2 separate regions of the Mus musculus genome follow, and region 1 is linked to region 2. Evidence: chromatin contacts called from public HiChIP or PLAC-seq data. All regions are on one chromosome and are shown on one strand. Each heading gives the region's core, a stretch centred on a gene start, on an enhancer-like site or on the middle of the called end of the contact. The rest is flanking DNA. Distances are from core to core; before and after follow the strand shown.

Region 1 (5,304 bases), core at 2,485-4,984, 440 kb after region 2:
TATTATGACTGTATTGTGGAACCTAGTGGCCTTTAGGATCACCCCAAGAGCTGTTGAGTGAGGATTTTGTTAACATGCCCTGAATTCATACCATGTCAGCATGGCTCCCCTCCTGATGATGCAAAAGCCTGTGTCCTGGAGAGAAGACACATGAGAATTCTGCAAACTCCATTTTCCTGTAGATCCTCATCTTCTTTGCCATAATCCTTTACGGTCATTAGATGCAGGTAGCAAAAGACAAGCAAATGCCATTCCTACTGCAGCTTCATGGTTCAAGGGCTGAGGGTATTTGTATACTCCAGTGAATGTTAAACTCATTTTAAAGTGACCATGAAGACAAAAGACGTTTGTCCCTGGGTGCTTTCAGGACACACACTTCCAGGTCTGCCCTAGGCCCTTAAGGGTGGAGTGATAAGGACAGAAAGTGTCTTTCGCACAGCAATACTATTCTAACTGGCAGGGACAGTAATGCTTACCCACCACAAATACTGTTGGCATTTGGCTTCTGCTGGTAACATCCAAGGCCACAGCATCCGTGTGGCCTCAGACAAACCCACGTGTCCCTCCACTGGAACTCTGTCTCCTATAAAAACTGTCAACTGGCCACAAGGATGTGAATCCTGCCTGTTCTTAAATCCTGTGGGTACAGGTTGAGCAAGGTGAAGAGCATTGGTGGGTAAAGACATGCCACTTAGACCATGGGTGACGTCTCCTGCAGCATTTACAACCCTCCACCAGGCAGTCCCAGTCCTTGCAGCCCTCTCTCTCCTTCTGCCTTGCCTCTCTGCCCACTGAGGTCTGGGGTGGCCTCAGTTTCTCACCTGAGCTAGTGAGAAAGTACAATTGCATAAGTGAAGGGTATGCACGATAAAGCCAGGCTGGTTTTCAGAAAAAGTGGGGTGTTGTGGGGGTGGGGGCTCCAAATTCTTAGGCTGTAACACTTCTAAATTGGAAGTCACATGGCAACGCCGTTTATCGTGCAGCCTCCGGATATTTACAAACCGTTCCAGACAGAGTCCCACAGATACACAAGAGGAGCAACTCAGAGGAGGGGATTAGCACAGTCCCTGGCCTGAAGATCTGAAGTAAACGATCTTACCCTGTATGTGCTCAGCAAGGGCTCCAACACTGTAATAAAGTCCAGCCCTCTTTTCCTTAGAAGCAGGGTCTCACTGAGCCCAGGCTGGACTCAAACAATGAATAAAGAAAAAAGAGATTTATTTATCTGTATTTTATGTGAATGATTTTTTTTTACCTGCCTATAGTACCTATGTGTACCATGTTACCATGTGTGTGTGCTTGGTGCCTACAGAAGCCAGAGAGAATGTCAGATTTCCTGGGACTGGAGTTACGGATGGTCCAGACTCCATTTGGGTGTTGAGAATCAAACTCAAGTCTCTTGGAAGAGAAGGCAATTGCTCTTAACCGCTGAGTCATCTCTATGGCTGTGGATCTTAAACTTTTGACTTATCATCTACTTCGGCTTCCAGAGCACTTGGGATTGCAAACCTGAGGCTAGACCTTTTACTTTCTATAACACTGGTGGGAAACTCTATCATTTCATTTAGAAACACTAAACACCTATTGTGGCTTCCCTAATAAATTAATATGGTAATCTGTATACACGTCAGGTCAACCTCCGGAAAAGCAATGCATATCAAATAAAAGAAATAGTAGCTCAGGAAAACTCACTCCCAAAGACCACTGGGTGGGTTAGAAGAGGAAGCCATTGCTATGGTACAGGGTCAGTAGCCACCAACAAGGGCACCAAATGAAAAACCCTTAGTTACCTACTGCGGGGTTAGAGCAGGAAAGAGGCTGCAGTGCCGCATTCTCACAGAGACCTTCAGACCCAACCCCCACCGATCTGCTGCCACCACCCCTGACCCACAGGACAAGGAGCCGGGCTGGCGCTGAAGCCACACTCGGCTGTGCACTATGAACAGAGATCTATTCATAAAAGGACTGCTGCACACAGCACCAGGCTGCCTTTGTTCGGATCACACTCCTCTGCTGCCAGAAGTAACAGCAGGCGTGTGCGCTTCCGATCCGAGGCAGTGGCTCGCCTTGGAGATCACCTTCTCCTAGGTGGCACACTTTGGGCTTTTGGAGACTGGAGAGCCACGCCACTTCATACCGGGCCCCCTGACTTGGAGAGAGCTTACGTTGTGGTGATGATGCTGCTGACATTTGAGACACAAGAACAATTCACAGTGGGGCCGTGCAGGGCTGGGATCCAGCCAGTTGGTATTCCAGGGAGCCAAACAGGAAGAAAGTCACACACCATGAGAGCAAAACCCAAGAGGCCCTGGTGTCTTGGTGATGGTGGTGCTGAGCCCATCCAGGGCAGGGTCAGACCCCAGCCCCAGATCTGTAGGTCCCATTAACTGGGGCGGGGGGGGGGGCGAGGGAGGATAACGCAGATGCTAGTCAAAGCATTTTGCTTTTAAGGGCAGATCGCACAGGGCTACTGTGCTATTTATCGCTGGGTTTATTGCACTCTTTGCAATAACTTTAGAAGCCACCAAAAGTACTGCTACAGCTTGGGTTCTACAACTCAAGGATCTGCCTACATCTAAGCTTGGGGTGGTTGTCTGGAGTTCTGTCTCCTTCTGAGCACTGAGAATCTATCACTGGCTGTCTCCCTTCCTTTTGTCTTCCCTCTGTACATCTGCATGCGTAAAAACTTCCCTCTCAGTAAGGGCTCCCTTCATATTGAATTAGCATCCAGGCAAGGCTCTTTAACCCCGAAGATCCTGTCTCCTAAATACAGTACTGGGGGCAGGGGTAGGGGGGTCACTTCAATTCAGCACATGAACTTTGAGAAGACAATTCAATCAATCCACAACACAGTTTCTGAAAATAGTAATACAGTCGTGGCTGTGCGCAGAGGACATTCGCTGGGCAATCTCTGAAAGTGAGAGGTTCTGCTTCGTTGCCTTGGACAGAATGAAGAATGAGAAGCCACACAAAGAAAGGGATGTGTGCGCTAATGGGGGCCATACCTGAGTCCAGCAATTGTAGCTTCAAGGGCTGGTAGGCCTCCAAACATTTAGGGGAAGCAACAGATGGGAGTGAGGGTCCCAGGAAAAATCTATAAGGTTATGACCAATGCAGGAGTGGGAGGCACATTCAAAAGTCAGAGCTACCTTTGCCCTGTGGGGGGCTCCAAGCTTCTGGACACATTTAATTACTTGCAGCCAGGCAGGCAGGGGCAAGGTGCTAGAGATAGGGCTGCTCTCTCCCTGTGGATATGGTTGAAGGCACGCAGACACCGAAGCTGGCCACATAGAGACCCAGTCCTGCATCTCCTCACCTAGGGGCCTCTCTTGGATGAGGCCACCTGAGAGACGGACCCAGAGAAAGCTCTGCTGCTAGGTTATCCGGCAACCTAGTTGACAGGAGCGTCGGAGAAACCCGGCTCCGGAAGGAAGAAGCAGCAACAGAGTGGACAGCTGCTAATACTCAGAGACTCTGACATTTTGTTTTTACTACCAGAGAAAATTAACTTTACTCTGAAGGCTAAACCTTTTCTTAAGAAGTCATACACCACTTAGTACACGCCCACTGGAAAAGCCAAGTTATAACTACCAGGTAAGGCGCAAGAATGCCCTTTGAATCCTGAGCACGCAGCTCCTCCTAACTCAATCCTGGCTGGCTATGCAGGGCCCCTGTGAGTCCTACCAGGAAATCTCATGTTCTCTCTTTAAAGGAATTCTTGGAATTCCGCTGGGCCTCTGCAGGTCTCGGGAACAGATGCGGACTGGGCTGATTAATGGAAAAGGGCTCCAGGCCAGCAGAGAGAGTGAAGAACGCTTGGTGGGAAGGGACAGCCATAACTCTCCTCCTGGTGCATAACATAAGTAAAGCAGGCTCCTTGTCCCATAACTGTGTTGCTGCATTCAGCCGGAGTTATAGAAAGGACAAAACTATGGGATATAGCTCCTGCCTTGCTTTAGAAATTGGGCCTTTTAAGTCACCACACACAGTGGTGTTTGCTTTGTGGCATTTTCACACATGTTTTATTTTTCTTGATGATCTCCCTTCTGCCACCTCGGCTGGTCCCCTCCTCCTCCCAGGAACTTCTCTCGTACATCCATGTCACATCTGTTACTTCACCTGTGTAAGACCTACTTTTCCCTCCTCACAGTCTCTTACAGTTTCATGAACTACACACATGCTACATGCTACACACTACAGGCTACACGCTACATGCTACATGCACATACAGGAAGTGTTGCTGTCTGCAGCATGATATGGCACTCTGACTGCAACCTCTTTTCATCTTATAAACTTCAGTGTGACCTCAGGTACAGAGTTGTATAAAGTGGGTGTGCAAATCAAACACTGACAACAAATCATAATGGAATTTGTTCCAACACAAGTCTTCGGTACCTACATCTCACCATTTATTAAAAGTGAGAAAGCACATTTGCATATTAATGAGATGGATTTGCCCATTTATTTTTACATAAAAAATTAAAACCCAGCTGACTATTTGACAGGGTCTCACTACGTAGCCCTGTATGGCTTGGAACTTGCTACATAGACCAGGCTGGCCTCCAACTCATAGAGGTCCTGTCGCCTCACTCTCCCAAGTGCCGGGATTAAAGCTGTGATCACTACACCCAGACACTTAGAGCATCTTGAAGGTTTTTCTGAGTTCATGCATAGTTTGCTTTCACAGACGGCAGTACTCCGGACACTAGTCTCATAAATGTGTAGTATAAAAAGGGAGGGACCACTTAACAATTATTAGAAATTCTGTCCTAATCTCACGTCAAAATTCACTGAACAATTTCTTCATGAAACTCAAGCTAATGGCACAAACAGCGATTTTTAAACAATCAGACATTCTAATCCAATCCAATCCAGAGATGGTACTAACCCAATACTTATATGACAGTAGGGAAATATGAAAAGTATTCGTTTCCCATAATTAAAACTTTATGTTCCTTTAAAAACACAGTCAAAACATGCAGCTCACAGCATGGAGTAGACTTGAATCTGAGCTGATGTATTTCGGGAGCATTTGTTGGCCTTGTATGGTGTGATGTCACGTGCTACACATGGATACACGTATGGTCCTTAGATCCAAGGCTTCAGTCACCTCAGATTCATTACATGGATAATTGTGAATTAATGTCTGGGTGCTGCTTGTCCAAGGCTTTTTGCTTTGTTCCTGCTTGCAAGTGTCCTGTTTCCATCCATGTTTGACTCACGACACACAGTTTAAGGAGTCGGCCTTGAGAAGGCAGAAGGCAGCAAACAGCGCTGTGGGCCGGAGAGATGCTTAATTGTCTG
Region 2 (4,988 bases), core at 2,085-4,584:
TGTGACCAATACATTTGGTACAGAAAAGGCAGCAACGAGACAGGTTGGTGATGTAGGCTTCAGAGACTACTCGATTTCCAGGTGGGGAAGTAAGTAGAAGGCAGATATGGTAGAGCGGAGTCCAGCGGCAGGATGTATGGGAAGCCAAGGATATGTGACTTGGGGGGTTTGAGATCTAACTTGTGCTGCTCACGGGCTTTCTGGACATCATGGAGAGTATGAGAAATGCCCATCATGTTTGTCATACATGCATTAAGTCCTGAGTTTTAAGTGGTTGCTTTACCTTGAGTGATGAGTTACATCCTGATCTTTTTATGTGGCTGCTTTGGCCTGGAGTGTGTCTGAAGTGCTGAGGAAAGACTGAAGGAGGATCAAGAAGGCAGAGGTTGAAGCACGCTGGCCCAGTTGGGAAATGGACAGTCCTTCTAAAGACTCATGTGTTGAAAGCTTTGGTTTCCAGCTAGTTACAGGATTTTGGCAGGATCTGCAAATGTTAGGGGTGGGACCTAGCTAGAGGAAGTAAGTCAATGGGGACTCTCTTTGTGGGGTTTATCTTGCCCTGACCCAGGGTCCCCTCTCACTGTTTCTTGGCTGCATTATGTGACAAACCTTCTCCACCACACACGTCTGCTGCCATGATATTCTGGCCAAGCATATGGGGTCAAGCAACCATGAACTGACTCTCTGAAGCCAGGCATTGAGAAGTATCCTTCGTCCTGAACGCCGTTTGTACCAGAGACTTTATCGCAGTGTCAATAACCCTGGCTATTATGAACATATACCTATAGTACAGAAAAGCAGGGGATGGTGCCTGTACCTATAGTACAGAAAAGCAGGGGGTGGTGCCTGTACCTATAGTACAGAAAAGCAGGGGGTGGTGCCTGTACCTATAGTACAGAAAAGCAGGGGGTGGTGCCTGTACCTATAGTACAGAAAAGCCGGGGGTGGTGCCTGTACCTATAGTACAGAAAAGCAGGGGGTGGTGCCTGTACCTATAGTACAGAAAAGCAGGGGGTGGTGCCTGTACCTATAGTACAGAAAAGCAGGGGGTGGTGCCTGTACCTATAGTACAGAAAAGCAGGGGGTAGTGCCTGTACCTATAGTACAGAAAAGCAGGGGGTGGTGCCTGTACCTATAGTACAGAAAAGCAGGGGGTGGTGCCTGTGAGAGAAAAAATGTAAGACGTAGAGAAGACAGGAATGCTAAGAACTGGGAGGTGATCTGGAAGAAGTCAGGGGTAACAAAAACACCAAGTTTTGGGGGGCAGAATAGTGTGATGGGGTGGGGGGGACTACCCTGGAATGCTGTTACTAACTTGACTTAGGAAAGGCTCTTTGCTCCATAGATCTGGGGTATTTTGATGAAGGACTCTGTACATGAAACAGAGAAGCTTGCTGGCAGGAGCAGCAAGGTGTTCTGACAGGGCAACCTGAATGTTGAATGTTGTCTGACTGCCTCTCCCTCTCGTGTTGGGTCTCCATTCCCATTAACCAGTTAGAATCATGACTGACATAGGAGTAGGTAAGAAATACATCTCAACATTTTTGCAAAAGGGAAACACATGAGATATGTATGCCAGGTCAAATGAAAATGTAACTTATAAAGGTTTTTATTTGCTGTTGACAGGATCTATTGGCCCTGCCCAGGGAAGACGTCATGCCCATTGCTGGGATGGGGCTTACTTGTCCTTCATAGCTCTTCCACAGCTCAAGTTCTCTGTGAAAGATCTGTGAAAGGATCTAGTCAAAAGCAATCAAACTCACACCTCCACAGGGCTAGTCAAAAGCAATCAAACTCACACCTCCACAGTGCTCTTTAACTCCCAGAGGGCCCTGGAGACTCAGCTTTCAGCTGAAAAACACCCGAGTAGGACAGCCCTTACTCACTGTTATTTGTAACCCTAAGGAGTTTTAGTCTTGAGGAATAATTATTCAAAGAAGAAACAGTAGCAACAGGGGTAGGCTTTTAGGCTTGACGAAGAGGTGGGGTTGTGGAATGAGCATCCAAACTTCTTATATATTAATTCCTTCAGGGTCCTAAGTGTCACTTTTAGTATTTTTCTTTTGATTAAGACTTCCATTTAAGCGCTGAGGAGTTGGCTCAACCAGTTTAAAGTACTTGTCTCCCAGGCCTGAGGGCCCAAATTCCATCTCCGGAACCCATATTATAAAAGGCTGGGTATGATATGCATTATTAATCCCGGTATTGGTATTGGAGAGGTAGAAAGAGGAGGACCCCAGGGCTTGCCTGCAAGTCAGCCTGGCCTGACGTAGACTTCAGTGAGAGACCCTGTATCATGTGGGGAAAGTTAATGGCTTTGATTCTCCTCCAGTCTTCACTCACATTGAACATGTACGTGTCCCAGTCCCACACTCACAAACACACATATATGCAGAAACCTTCCCTCCAGGTATTTGTGCCTATCTGTGAACCGTGATATAGTTACATTCCTAAGGTATTTAAAATATCTCCAGCTTTTGTCCTTTAGACCTTTCTGCCCATGTTTACAAGCCCTAAGAACAAACAATCAAAAGATAGTATGACTGTGATTTGCTATTTTCTGACAAAGCATCCTGGGTTCAGATTCTTAATATGGCTGAAGGTCTCTCATTACTGCTATGTGAGGCCAAAGCAATCTTTGGTGACTGAATGGTCCCAGAGAAGGAAACTTAGACCTCACTTTCTCATATTAACATTGCCTTTTAAGATAGCAAGATGGCTTCCCTACTACTTGATGCCTCATGGTATAAATGTTGGTTTTTACTTTGTGAGTATTTGCTATGTGCTTTTTAAAATCAGTAGTTTTCACAGTGAGCATTGTTCAGTTCTCGAACAGAAACCACAGTCTCAATTCAGCACTCACTCGAAGCATGGATGTCCAAGGTTGGGGGGAGGGGGCGTCTGTTAGGCAATTGAAATAGTCAGAGCCGATCTCGGCATCTCCGATCTCCGTGCCACTCGGCTCTGCAGAAAATCGTCATTTCACACTGAACTTCTTAATGATTTACTGAATGTGATAGTACCAGTCATGCACTTCTTTAAATGATGTAATTTTTGCATTCACCACCTGTCGCCACAAAACTTTTCAGCCATTTTCAAGAACATCCCTGTCTGGTCTGCAGAGGAAAAAAAACAGCAGAATAACAAATGTCCTGGTAAGCCCGTGTACCTGCATGAGCCTCCTGCTCCTGCTCAGAAACAGGTCAGAGCGGCCCTGGTGAATATTAGATTAAGGAGCAAATTGTCTTAGAAATGGGGTAATTGCATCTAAACTGCATAGTTTCAAGAGGTCTCTCATTTGGGCTTAAACAAGAGAACATCTGTTCTTTTCAGCTCAACTAGACAGGCTGTTCTTGTACCTGACACACACAAGCTATGGCTCAGCCAGCAAATCACAAAATGCACCGAGGATAAAGAAATAAAGCTGTCAAACTGACTGCACAAAACTGGCTATGCTTAGCATCCCCTGGAAAGCACTGCTGGGCACAAGGCAGCAGGACCGACTTCTGTGAAGACCGATATTCCATTCCAGTCCATCATACCATCCCAAGAGAGGCACACTTTAGACAGTCCCTCAGCTAGAACTCATGGGGGAGGGGTGAAGGATGCATACCCTGCGGCTACCTCAGGGGCGGGGCCGGACCTGGCTGAAACAAACTTTGTCTGTTGCAAGGCTGCTGAAGTCATGAAAGGAGTGATATACCTCATCTTATGCCTTTCTCATTTCTCCCTCCCTCCTTCCTCTCTCCTTTCCTTTCTCCTTCCCTGTCTTCTTTCCTCCTTCCCTCCCTCCCTCCCTCCTTCCTTCCCTCCCTCCCTCTCTCCTTCCTTCCTCCCTCTCTTCCTTCCTTCCTTCCTTCCTTCCTTCCTTCCTTCCCTCCCTCCCTCCTTCCTTCCTTCCCTCCCTCCTTCCTTCCCTCCCTCCCTCCTTCCGTCCTTCCCTCCCTCCTTCCTTTTCTGGTTTCCTTTATCAGTGAACATTTCAATCATTTTTTTATATTCATTAATTTATTTATCTATAGTGTGTGTGTGTGTGCGCGTGTGTGCCAATATATGCATGAAAGACAGGAAAACTTGTGGGAATTGATTCTCTTCTTCCTCTGTGTGGAACCAAGGCATTGAACTCAAGTCTTTAGGCTTGGCTTCCGGTGCCTTTACTTGACCATCTGAGGCATCTAACCAGTCCTTCATTCATTTCTGGATGAGTCAAATGTTGTTGTTTCACGAAACCAAGATAACAGGTTCAGCACAGAGCTTAAGAGCGTCGTCATGGAAACTGGTGGCAGATGGTCTAAAGCTGTTCACTGTGTGCGTAAGGGCATTTCCTGTTCCAGTGTCTGAAATATAACAGCATCATTCTTTACTATTCAGCTCCCATTTGTGCAGGGTGAGAAACCCTGGGTTTGGTTCCATGTAGGTCATGATTACACAGGATAAGGTTAAAGTTGTATGTTCAGGCATCTTGCCATGAGTGGGCATAATGGCCAGAATGGATGTGGATGTGTGTAGCATGTGGCCAGTCATGAGTATCATCTTCGCAGACCGTCCTTGTGTACAGGTCAGGGTCAGTACCTGAACGAAGGCACCTGGGGGAGAGAACCTGACAGTACACACTGAAGGAAGATGGGGACACATTCTGGTCCAGTGCATGTCCTCTGAGATGCAGCAAATCCCTTTCAACCCCTCTGGGCTTCTGACAACAGGGTGTGAGTATGGCCAAATCTCATCCCAAAAGTTCTGTTCCATTTAACAAGTGCCTAACATGACCAGGTTGGCACTTGGGTTAACGATAGAGCAGTCCCTACCACAAGGGGATGAGGAAAATAAATGGCTTTGATCTCCTACTTGGATTTTGAGGGAAGAACATGGAGATGTGGAGTTAATATGTCATTAATATTCTTCATTTATACATTTTTCCTTCCTTATTGGTTGTCTCTATTCTTCCAAGCACAAAGCTGAAAGATGCGAGTTCTGTCTTCTCCCACCTC

Evidence for each region. HiChIP or PLAC-seq counts read pairs in DNA pulled down with a chosen protein or histone mark.
Region 1: a contact with region 2 is called in an H3K27ac HiChIP or PLAC-seq map of extraembryonic endoderm stem cells. The contact joins two enhancer-like sites. A contact is called at or near these places in 1 of 484 Hi-C or Micro-C datasets (bone marrow-derived macrophages) and 2 of 115 datasets of contacts at active chromatin or transcription factors (embryonic basal ganglia and extraembryonic endoderm stem cells).

Annotation. Positions count from the first base shown.
Region 1 is chr8:10,958,472-10,963,775 of GRCm38.p6, forward strand. No RefSeq gene overlaps it. Among named protein-coding and RNA genes, the nearest start is that of 3930402G23Rik, 33 kb to the left of the region's middle. Within about 2 kb of position 3,735, at least 70 of the 459 cell types and tissues checked have an H3K27ac peak or open chromatin away from gene starts, as enhancers often do. A contact at or near this core is called in extraembryonic endoderm stem cells, where this site is marked.
Region 2 is chr8:10,522,522-10,527,509 of GRCm38.p6, forward strand. All of the region lies in intron 27 of Myo16 (myosin XVI), which reads left to right. Among named protein-coding and RNA genes, the nearest start is that of Gm51561, 95 kb to the left of the region's middle. Within about 2 kb of position 3,335, at least 27 of the 459 cell types and tissues checked have an H3K27ac peak or open chromatin away from gene starts, as enhancers often do. A contact at or near this core is called in extraembryonic endoderm stem cells, where this site is marked.